2 separate regions of the Oncorhynchus mykiss genome follow, and region 2 is linked to region 1. Evidence: chromatin contacts called from public Hi-C data. All regions are on one chromosome and are shown on one strand. The core of a region is the stretch at or near the end of the contact, and the rest is flanking DNA. Distances in the headings are between cores, read along the strand shown. Region 1 holds the start of LOC110532017 (protein kinase C-binding protein 1). Region 2 holds the start of LOC110532024 (prostaglandin E synthase 3).

The links. A called contact is a pair of places that touch in the nucleus more often than the background predicts.
Region 2: a Hi-C map of liver shows a contact between it and region 1, with 5 times the contacts expected there. The contact joins the promoter of LOC110532024 here to the promoter of LOC110532017 in region 1. A contact is called at or near these places in 2 of 3 Hi-C or Micro-C datasets (blood and liver).

Annotation. Positions count from the first base shown.
Region 1 is chr9:39,016,233-39,022,371 of USDA_OmykA_1.1, reverse strand. LOC110532017 (protein kinase C-binding protein 1) reads left to right here and starts at 2,911. Exons shown (of 21, transcript XM_036987938.1): 1 at 2,911-3,030.
Region 2 is chr9:39,331,298-39,337,436 of USDA_OmykA_1.1, reverse strand. LOC110532024 (prostaglandin E synthase 3) reads left to right here and starts at 3,283. Exons shown (of 8, transcript XM_021615610.2): 1 at 3,283-3,606. The coding sequence starts at 3,605.

The DNA.
Region 1 (6,139 bases), core at 1,662-4,161:
TGAGATCAATATCCTTCCAGGATACCCCAGCCAGGTGGATTAGAAAGGCCTGCTCGCTGAAGTGTTTCAGGGAGCGTTTGACATTGATGAGTGGAAGCCGTTTGACTGCTGACCCATTATGGATGCAGGCAATGAGGCAGTGATCGCTGAGATCTTCGTTGAAAACAGCAGAGGTGTATTTAGAGGGCAAGTTGGTTAGGATGATATCTATGAGGGTGCCCGTGTTTACGGCTTTGGGGTGGTACCTGGTAGGTTCATTGATAATTTGTGCGAGATTGAGGGCATCAAGCTTAGATTGTAGGATGGCTGGGGTGTTAAGCATGTTCCAGTTTAGGTCGCCTAGCAGCATGAGCTCTGAAGATAGTTGGGGGGCAATCAGTTTACATATGGTGTCCAGAGCATAGCTGGGGGCAGAGTGTGGTCTATAGCAGGCGGCAACGGTGAGAGACTTGTTTTTAGAGAGGTGGATTTTTAAAAGTAGAAGTTCAAATTGTTTGGGTACAAACCTGGATAGTAGGACAGAACTCTGCAGGCTATCTTTGCAGTAGATTGCAACACCGCCCCCTTTGGCCGTTCTATCTTGTCTGACAATGTTGTAGTTAGGGATGAAAATTTCAGAATTTTTGGTGGTCTTCCTAAGCCAGGATTCAGACACGGCTAGAACATCCGGGTTGACAGAGTGTGCTAAAGCAGTGAATATAACAAACTTAGGGAGGAGGCTTCTAATGTTAACATGCATGAAACCAAGACTATTAAGGTTACAGAAGTCATCAAAAGAGAGCGCCTGGGGAATAGGACTGGAGCTAGGCACTGCAGGGCCTGGATTCACCTCTACATCACCAGAGGAACAGAGGAGGAATAGGATAAGGGTACGGCTAAAAACTATGAGAATTGGTCGTCTAGAACGTCTGGAACAGAGAGTAAAAAAGGAGGTTTCTGGGGCGATAAAATAGCTTCAAGGTATAATGTACAGACAAAGGTATGGTAGGATGTGAATATAGTGGAGGTAAACCTAGGTATTGAGTGTTGATGAGAGAGATATTGTCTCTAGAAACATAATTGAAACCAGGCGATGTCATCGCATGTGTGGGTTGAAAGGTTGGAAAAGGTATAGTGAGCAGGGCTAGAGGCTCTACAGTGAAAGAAGCCAATAAACACTAACCAGAACAGCAAAGGAAAAGGCATATTGACATTAAGGAGAGGCATGCTTAGTCGAGTGATCATAAGGGTCCAGTGAGTAGTGAGGTTAGTTGGGGTCACGGCGATTCAGACAGCTAGCCGGGCCATCGGTAGCAAGCTAGCATATGATGGAGGTCTGTTTTTAGCCACCTCGTGCGTTTCCGTCGGTAGATTAGTGGGGTTCCGTGTGGTAGAGGGGATCAATCCAATTGTCAAAATAGATATAGTTATAGTGACCCAAGAAAAATTGTCCGGTAGACCTATTCAGATAGCAGCTGATAAGACAGCTAACAATTAGCGGGCCTCAGATGGGCGTTCAGGTAATGTCGTGACAGAGGGGCCAGTTGGATAACTCCCTCGGGCAGATAACGTCGGTAGTCCAGTCGTGAAGGCCAAGTGGGGCTCCGCATTGGCAGTAAAACGGGTCTGGATAGGTGATTGTAGCCTAGGAGTGGCTGATGGAACTCTTCAGCTGGCTAGCTCCGGAATAATTGATGTTTGCACCGGGATCAACGTAAGCCAATAGTCAAACGGATAGCAGCTAGCTAGCTGTGAGATCCAGGTGTAAATGTCCAGAGCTTGCCGTTGAAATCCGGGGATATGGAGAGAAAAATAGGTCCGGTATGTTCTGGTCTGAGTCACGTTGTACAAAACTGCAGATAGATTTTCGAGCTAAAGGATAGCTGATGACCACAAACTGTGGTTAGCTGAATACTAACGTTAGCCAGTAAACTGGTTAGCTTCTGGCTAGCTTCTGGTTAGCTTCTGGTTAGCTTCTGGCTAGCTTCTATTGTAGATTTCAGATTTGAGGTAAATAATATATATTTTTTAAATTGGTGAGGCGGGTTGCAGGAGAATGTTTTGAAGTTGAGTTTTTGGAAAATAAAATATATAAAAGATATGCGAAGAAAGGTGTAAATATATATATATATATACGGGACACGACAAGACGAGGACAAAGGACGTCTGACTGCTATGCCATCTTGGGCTTAGCTCATAGTAAGTGTAAGTACATTATTTTGTTTCGGAGGTGAATGTATCAAACCAGTTCCGTGATAAAAGTTTTTTGTTGTTGTGCACTCGCCTCAAACAATAGCATGGCATTTTTTCACTGTAATAGCCACTGTAAATTGGACAGGGCAGTTTGATTAACAATCATTTAAGATTTCTGCCCATATAAGACATGTCTATGTCCTGGAAAGTTGCTGTTACTTACAACATCATTCTAGTCACATTACCACCCGTTAGTTAGCGCATCAGCCGTCCGGGTATAGGGACAGCGATCCTGTAGAGGTTTTAATATGGGAGAGTGATCTTTTCACTTGTAGTTAGCGCATCAGCCGTCCGGGTATAGGGACAGCGATCCTGTAGAGGTTTTAATATGGGAGAGTGATCTTTTCACTTGTCACATATTCAAATTCCTTTATTACATCATGTCATAGCTTGCAATAAGTATTATTTTGAGGAAACCCACATTTTGCTTCTAAAGTTGTGACAAGTTACTATGATATTCCTTCTTAAATGGCTCGATAACGTTATGGAAAAAGGGTTTATTGTATACATATGGCAACTCCTCTTGCTGTGAAAAAACATAATAATTGGGCTAGTTTCAGGCCTTTGTGCGGGTTTTGAGAGGTCATTGGGCAATACATTTTGAGCAGAACCTGGCAACCCTGAACGGTTGTTTCGCGCGGAACAGCGCATGATCAAGCCTTCAAATCAACCGCACTAGTTTGACATAACGACATAATATTCTGTTGCTAGGATAGGGGTGTGTTAAACTCATTCCGCGGAGGGCGGGGTGTCTGCGGGTTTTTGTTTTTTCTTTTCAATGAAGACCTTGACAACCAGGTGAGGGGAGTAATTTACTAATTTATGAATTTAATTCATCAATCAAATACAAGGGTCAAGTGAAAACACGCAGCCAGACACTCCGTGGAATGAGTTTGACACTTGTGCTAGGACGAGAAAGTTATTCAAATGCTTCCTCCCGGCTGTTCTTACTCCATTGAATTTGAAATGTAAAATTAAGTTTAGGGTAGGAACGTCCAAAGGATTCGGATAGCACTGACCCAGTTCCTACACATGAACTGCCCATAGGACGTAGCTAGAAAATCCCGCCTCGTTGAACTCATGATTGACACTAGGCTGAACAAATGGCGTGCAAGGGAATTGATGGAGGAGGTGTCGGGAAGCCTCCTATCCCAAGTCATGAGGAGGAAGATCTATATTGAATTCATATATATCCTATTACACTGCGTTTTTAATCATGTAATTATTATGTGTAAATAGTAAGTCATCTAATTCCTAATTCTATGATTGCATACTCCTCGCTCCTCTGCTCCTTATCAACATCTCTTTGCATGAGAAGGTCAGAGGGGAGGAGCCTTTGGCTTTTCATCCAATGGCTTTTGAGAAGGAGATTTTCCAATGTTGAAGCAACGAAGGGGATACCAAAGACTGTACAGAATGTTTAGAGACTATGTGGGGAAAACGTTACCTCCAAGCCATTTTTCATTCTGTCCAGTCATAAATATTGTTCTATAGCTGTCTTCATTTCCGGGTACGTATTGATTGTTTTACGTGAAAGACCATTTATTCCTTTAGTTTAAGTAACATAAAGCGTTTTAAAATAGGCACATTTCTCAATGTGAACCGGGAAACGGTTGTTATTAGCTAGCTAGGTACAGTAACGCGTTAGGCTAACTTTGCTATCCGGCAGAGCACACTGAACGCAAAGAAAGTTGGGGTAAATCCAGTTTGATATAGTTAGCGACACTTTGCAAGTGTAAAGTATATTTAAGTACTGTAGATAGACAAAAGGAAACAACCTAGCTAGCAATAATATAGTCTCACCCTACTGTTAATGCCTTTCACCCTGGCCTGTCATTTATTCAGCCATGCCTGACCTCCTGACCCCAGCCCTCACATTCAAGAATAACAACGTTGTGCAACATATTTATTTTAGAATAGGTTGTCAAACCATATCGATATGAGTTGTTATGGCATGATTTGGCTTCGCCATATCAATTGTACATATGCCAGAAATCAGATATCTCAATGTCTGCATGTCCCTGTAGTGGGAGTACAGTGATGGATGACTTTTTCTGTACACTTCACTTTTTAAACCTAGCTAACTCCTAACTGTTCCATGAACATTACACAATGGTCAAGGGACCAGGAGTATGAGCTGATTGAAAACCAATCAAAGTAGGCCTAACCCTTTCAACAACATTTGCCATACAAATTTGTCAAACAAGTGTTCACTATAACCTGGCCTAGATTCCCAAAAAGAGCATGTAGCAAAGGGCTCAGAGCTATAACCATCTGGCCAAACAGTTGTCCTTTTAGGCAACATAGAGCATAAATTGTTCAGAGGAGCATACGTCTTATCTATTTAGGCTAGATAGCTGTCAAATTAGGCAAGGCGACTAAAGTAACATTTAGCACTTGACCAGTGACACGTATTCATATGGAGACATCAGGCAGGCGTGAAGAGTGAGGGTTTTGGGGCGGCAGGTAGCCTAGTGGTTAGAGCATTGGACTAGTAACCGGAAGTTTGCCAGATCGAATCCCCGAGCTGACAAGGTAAACATCTGTTGTTCTGCCCCTGAACAAGGCAGTTAACCCACTGTTCATTGTAAATAAGGAGGGGTTCTTAACTGACTTGAGAGGTTAAATTAAAAATAAAAAAAACCTGCATTTAAAATAGCCTGACTGTCGCTTTTCTCCATGTATTCACTAGAGGACAGCATTGCACATGTGTTTGTTATAAAACCAATGACCTCTGTGTTCTTAAAGCCCCACTTCTCCACCAAGCACACATCCTGTGCTCACAACAACATTTCCTTTGTATAGATATAATCACTTTTCTATTCACAAGCCGTCCCTGTGGCAAGGAATGGGGGGCAAATGGCGAGGGCACAGTGAATGGTAATCGAAGTTACAAGCACAGAGTGTTACCATTGCTTGTAACCTCTGTGTTGTGAGTGTGGCCTGGTTGGCTATTTAAAACCTACTCTAATTGACAAACTCCTGTCTGAGATCACAAACGATAACAGACGGGCTGTTACCTAGGTATAGTGAATTATTGATGATATCACAAAGCACATGATGCAAGCAGGAGGTTTCTTGGAACACACCTACATGCACACACTAACCTTCTTGGGTCTGGCATTACAAAATCCCATCCCTTTCCCCAACTTTTGTCATGTATTACGCACCCTTTCCAACCTCAATTGTAGGACCAGAAATTAACTAGCCTAAGCCTGCCTATATGTTATGGATTAGGCCTTATAGAATACTCCAAAACAATAACCATCCACAAACTAGAATATTCCACAGCTGGGACATCCTTACAACAAACGTACACACAGCCCCAAAATTAGCCATTTTTATAGGTATTTTATATATTTATTTTCAAAACTTAATTTTAGCAAAAACAATATGGGCCTTTCATTTTGAGGAGGTCCATTTGCATGTTTTTTTAGTCTATTTGGCCTGTACTTTAAAATAATGCTTTTTGGCCTGATGATTTATTAATAATTATGAAAGTATTATTTTTCCACCAACATTTTTTAAAAGCTATTAGCAGATCATTGTCTCCCGTCATGAAATAGTGTACATAACAGCTATACTTTTATTTTGGAACAAGCCCATATATAGCCTTTTGTATAGAATTAATTTATATTTATTACAGAATATTTGTAACCTGTTTCCTTTTATGTTAATCCAAATTTTTATATAATATGGATTTACCATTTAGTTATTTTTAATTCCATTAATGTTATAGGGAAAGATTCCCTGGTCTACATTCTAAATGGTGTGCAATTTCTTCTAGCCTTGGTTGTAGTTGTTTTGGTGAAGAACTGTGTGCCCTCTCTCGCTCGCCTGAAGACAGTTGAGGAGGAGGGAGGGGTTTAGACAAAGGCCTTCTCTACAAAAATGGAGGCTACAGCAG
Region 2 (6,139 bases), core at 2,034-4,533, 310 kb before region 1:
TTTGATACCCTAGAAATACCTGACTGATGCTTATGATAATATACCAGGCATCAACCCAGAGTGTTTCGAAGAGTAGGTATGTTAACCCCTGATACAGGGTGTTTCCCCATCATGATAAAGGCTAGGAAGAGCAACCGTAGATATGTGGTCAGACCAGGTCAACCACTTATTTTTTTAATTAAACTAGACAGGTCAGTTATGAACAAATTCTTATAATGACGGCCTAGGAACAGTGGGTTAACTGCCTTGTTCGGGGGCAGAGTGACAGATTTCTACCTTGTCAGCTCTGGGATTCGAGCTAGTAACCTTTTAGGTTACTGGCAAAACGCTCTAACCACTAGGCTACCTGGGGTCAAGTATGCTGCTATCTAGGGTTTGGCATTTTTCTTAATATACACTGCTCAAAAAAAATAAAGGGAACACTAAAATAACACATCCTAGATCTGAATGAATGAAATATTCTTATTAAATACTTTTCTTTACATAGTTGAACGTGCTGACAACAAAATCACATTATCAATGTATATCAAATTGATCAACCCATGGAGGTCTGGATTTAGAGTCGCACTCAAAATTAAAGTGGAAAACCACACTACAGGCTGATCCAACTTTGTAATGTCCTTAAAACAAGTCAAAATGAGGCTCTAGTGTGTGTGGCCTCCACGTGTATGTATGACCTCCCTACAACGCCTGGGCATGCTCCTGATGAGGTGTCGGATGGTCTCCTGAGGGATCTCCTCCCAGACCTGGACTAAAGCATCCGCCAACTCCTGGACAGTCTGTGGTGCAGCGTGGCGTTGGTGGATGGGAGCGAGACATGATGTCCCATATGTGCTCAATTGGATTCCGGTCTGGGGAACGGGCGGGCCAGTCCATAGCATCAATGCCTTCCTCTTGCAGGAACTGCTGACACACTCCAGCCACATGAGGTCTAGCATTGTCTTGCATTAGGAGGAACCCAGGGCCAACCGCACCAGCATATGGTCTCACAAGGGGTCTGAGGATCTCATCTCGGTACCTAATGGCAGCCCCCCAAAGAAATGCCACCCCACACCATGACTGACTGAATTTGCCAATCTTGGTGTTCTCTGGCAAATGCCAAACGTCCTGCGCGGTGTTGGGCTGTAAAGCACAACCCCCACCTGTGGACGTCGGGCCCTCATACCACCCTCATGGAGTCTGTTTCTGATCGTTTGAGCAGACACATGCACATTTGTGGCCTGCTAGAGGTCATTTTGCAGGGCTCTGGCAGTGCTCCTCTTTGCACAAAGGCGGAGGTAGCGGTCCTGCTGCTGGGTTGTTGGCCTCCTCCACGTCTCCTGATGTACTGGCATGTCTCCTGGTAGCGCCTCCATGCTCTGGACACCACGCTGACAGACACAGCAAACCTTCTTGCCACAGCTTGCATTGATGTACCATCCTGGATGAGCTGCACTACCTGAGCCACTTGTGTGGGTTGTAGACTCCGTCTCATGCTACCAGTGAAAGCACCGCCAGCATTCAAAAGTGACCAAAACATCAGCCAGGAAGCATAGGAACTTAGAAGTGGTCTGTGGTCACCACCTGCAGAACCACTCCTTTATTGGGGGTGTCTTGCTAATTGCCTATAATTTCCACCTGTTTTCTATTCCATTTGCACAACAGCATGTGACATTTGTCAATCAGTGTTGCTTCCTAAGTGGACAGTTTGATTTCACAGAAGTGTGATTGACTTGGAGTTACATTGTGTTGTTTAAGTGTTCCCTTTTATTTTTTTGAGCAGTGTATATATTTCACTGTGACCTGCTGCTGATTATCAGGCAGAGTGAGTGAGATTTCAGACACACAAAGAATTCGAACACATCCAATTTTGATAAACTCACATATACTGGGTGAAATACCACAGTGTGCCATCACAGCAGCAGTATTTGTGACCTGTTGCCACAAGAGATGGGCAACAGTGAAGAACCCATATTTATGTTCCCTTTTGTGCTTTAACTATTTGCACATCATTATATAGCCATAATATGACATTTGAAATGTATTCCTTTGGAACTTCTGTGTGTGTGTGTTTACTGAGCATTTTTTGTTTACCTATTTCACTTGCTTTGGCAATGTAAAAACATATGGTAGCTGAGTCACGTGAGTGAAGAGGCATTTTATTTAACTTGCCTAGTTAAATAAAGGTTAAGAACAAATTCGTATTTAAAATGACTGCCTACTCTGGCCAAACCATTCCCTGACCCGGACGACGCTGTGCCAATTGTGCGCTACCCTATGGGACTCCCGATCAAGGCCGGTTGTGATACAACCCAGGATCGAACCCGGGTCTGTAGTGACGCCTCTAGCACTGCATTGCCACTCAGGATCCCCAAGACAGAAGCACGTCATGACAACAACGTAGCAGTTGTAGGTATGCTATTTAGGTTGTCATTATGGAGACACCGATTTCCTTAACCTTTTCCATAAAATATTAACGCGCTGATGTGCGTCAAATACCGCGACAAAGCACAGGAAAACGACTTTAGGCGCCATAGAGCGCAGGAGATAAATTGGTTGAAACTGCCTTCTAATGTCGACTTTGCTTATGGAAAACCATATCAAGCAAAACATGCAGTCAGTCATTGGTAATCGAGCGAGGGACATTTCAAATTGAAGTTAAGTTAGTTCTGTTATGGGGAGAAGTCCACAATGAAACTGACATTACATGTTGAGAAGGATACATATGTTGGCCATTAAGTAGCCTAGTAATTTATATGCCTATGTAGGTTACTGTATCCAACCATTTAATTCAATGAATATGTTGAAATCACGGGCGGCATTGCAAATAAACGTGTGCCACTTGTGTAGCCTACCTGGTGCTGGCAAACTATTTAATAATTAGCCTCCATATTATTAATATGATTCAGTGATTGAAATTACAACCCTATCCTCAGTAGCCTATTCCAGCAAGCGTTTGGGCAACAGGAGCACTTCTTACCTCGTTATTTACGTTAAATGAGTCTCAATTTGAACTAAGCAAGCTGCTAAATCGTCCATTTTACATCTTGCCTAGGCTATCGGGGAAATGTAATTAGCCTATGCCTATTGAAATGACAAGTCAATCTCGCAAATATGCCACCTATAACGGTTTGTAGTTTTAACATCTGGCACAATTGACAAAAAATAGCCTAACATTTGTTATTTTTTAAATTACGTCAATAGTCCTTAATTCGCTCGATAACGTTATGTAAAAAATATATATATTTGGGGGGCTAATTGTGGCAACTCCCCTCTTGCTGCAGAAAAACAAAACATTTGGGCTAGTGTTCAGGCCTTGCCGTAGAATGTTGAGTAGTTCACTGGGCTTAAGAAAATGTGACTTGACCTGGCAACCCTGCTCGTGAAGGCTCTAGAAACGTCGAAGGCGCGGTAGCTGCGTCACAGCGTCAGGTCTGATTCGGAGTCCTCGAGGTGTAAGACAGGGTGGCCTTGCAGTGTGTAGAATACAATACACAGTTCTGTAGTTCGCGCACACTTTTCTACAGCCCATTGAAACGAAATCCCCACAAGGACAGTATTCTAAATTGAATTGTGTATCCCCAAGGAGACGGCGATCACAACGGCATTTGACATACAACAAGACATGTAAGTTTGAGGAATGGCGAACGCGTGCTCCTGTACAATTTTAGCCAGCAAAAGGACGCTAGCGCCAGTAGCTAGCTAACGTCGTTGGGTTCGTTATGCTGCTAGCTACCTAGCATACCAACATGCTTTTGCGAAAGACGGGAGGAACACCTAGCGATGATGGGCCTTCTTTCATAGCTATCTGTTAACTACCAAGCTAATTTACAATGCAAGTTCATGAGAATGCCAATGACCATCATTTGATAACTAGCGCTAGCTACTAACGTTAGCCAACTTAATATTTACTAGTTTTCTGTTTACTCAGTCCCTTTTGGCTAATGGGAATTTTGCCCATTAGTAGAAACTAACTAGTTAACTGGCTAACTATCTAGCTTACAGTAACGGAAGTTGGCTGGCTAGCTAACGCGTTAGTGTGGTCAAGTGCATGGCTCCGCATGGCGTGTTTTCCTGTCCATGTTCCAGTGAGCTAACGCTAGCTAACTAGCCAGGTAGCAAAACATATTCTACAACTGATTAACTTTATTAACTAGCTAGATTAGTTAGCATATAGATAAATCACCATGGGTTGGCCTTACCTACCTAGCTAGTTAGCTTACGTTAGCCACAGAACGGAAATCCATTCACGAGATGTAACGTTAGCGTTCAAAGAGCTCTATCTAGCCTAAGTAGTTAGCCAGCTTAAGAGGATTTATAGAAATAATGAACGATGCATCGTTTTGCTGGGACGAAATGTTTATTCATACCGTGCAAATGGTTAGATAATGTCCAGTTGCTCTCAACAAAATGAAAGACTGTTTATCCTACTGCTGACTGTAGCTGTATGGAAGCCAAGCGAGATTGCTATACAGCATGCTCATTGTTGACTGTCCTTAATAGTAGCTAACGTGCATTCGGAAAGTATTCAGGCACGTTGACTTTTCCCACATTTTATGTTAAAGCCTTATTCTAAAATGAATGGGGGGGGGAAATCCCCCTCACCTGTACACACACTACTCCTTAATGACAAATATATAACTTGTCTGTAGAAATGTTAGCAAATGTATTTAAAATAAAAACAGCTGATTCTACAACTTCATTGGCATTCTCCTGTGGTAAATTCAATTGATTGGACATGATTTGGAAAAGCACACACCTGTCAACAAAATGAAAGGTCTCACAGTTGACAATGTCTGTCAGAGCAAAAACCCAGTCACGAGGCCGAAGGAATTGTCCATAGAACTCAGAGACAAGATTGTGTCAAGGCACAGATCTGTAGGAGGGTCCCCAAAAATGTCTGCAGCATTGATGGTCCCCAAGAACCATCAATGGGCTCCATGAACCATCAATGGTCCCCATCATTCTTAAATGAAAGAAGTTTGGAACCACCAAGACGCTTCCTAGAGCTGGCCGCCCAGCCAAACTGAGCAATCGGGAGAAGGACTTTGGTCAGGGAGGTGACCAAGAACCCGGTGATCACTCTGACAGAGCTCCAAAGAACCTTTCAGAAGGACAACCATCTCTGCAGCACTCCACCAATCAGGCCTTTATGTTACTATCCAGACAGAAGCCACTCCTCAGTAAAAGGCACATGACAGCCCGCTTGTAGTTTGCCAAAAGGCACCAAACGACTCTTAGACCATGAGGAACAAGTTACTCTGGTTGGGTGAAACCAAGATTGAACTCTTTGGCCTGAATGCTAAGTGTCACATCTGGAGGTAATCTGGCACCATCCCTAAGGTGAAGCGTGGTGGCAGCATCATGCTATGTGGGTGTTTTTCAGCGGCAGGGACTGGGAGACTAGTCAGGATCGAGGCAAAGATGAACTACGCAATGTACAGAGAGATCCTTGATGAAAACCTGCTACAGTACTCTCAGGACCTCAGGCTGAAGGTTCAGCTTCCAGCAGGAGTGGTTGTGCGACAAGTCTCCAATGTCCTTGAGTGGCCCAGCCAGAGCCCTGACCGGTCGAACATCTTTGGATAGACGTGAAAATGGCTGTGCGGCGATGCTCCTCCAACCTGACAGAGCTCGAGAGGATCTGCAGGGAAGAATGGGAGAAACTCCTCAAATACAAGTGTGCCAAGCTTGTGACTCGGCTGTAATCGCTGCCTAAAGTTCTTCAAAGTACTGAGTGCTTTGTCATTATGGGGTATTTTGTATCGATTGAAGGGGGGACAAAAACAATTGAATCCATTCCAATAAGGCTGTAACATAACAAAGTGTGGGGGGGGGGTAGTTAAATTAATGAAAAAATCAAATGTTTTTAAATGATCACAGTTGAGTTTGCACAGTGAACTTTGCATATGTGATTGGCATGACATAATGCCAGTTTTGAAGAGCTATAGATGTTTCAATCAGCTTTGACAGAGCATCAGTATTTTCCATCCTCTTTTGATATGATCACCGTGAATCTGTTGACAGCCGGGTTGCTTTTTAATAAATGCTCAGCCGTTTTCCGTTTTGGAACCATCTTGCCTTTACTGTACTTGCAGCAAATTGATTCCTTATTGGCAACCTGATACACCTGTCTTTGACGGTGAGCCTTTGTGTCACA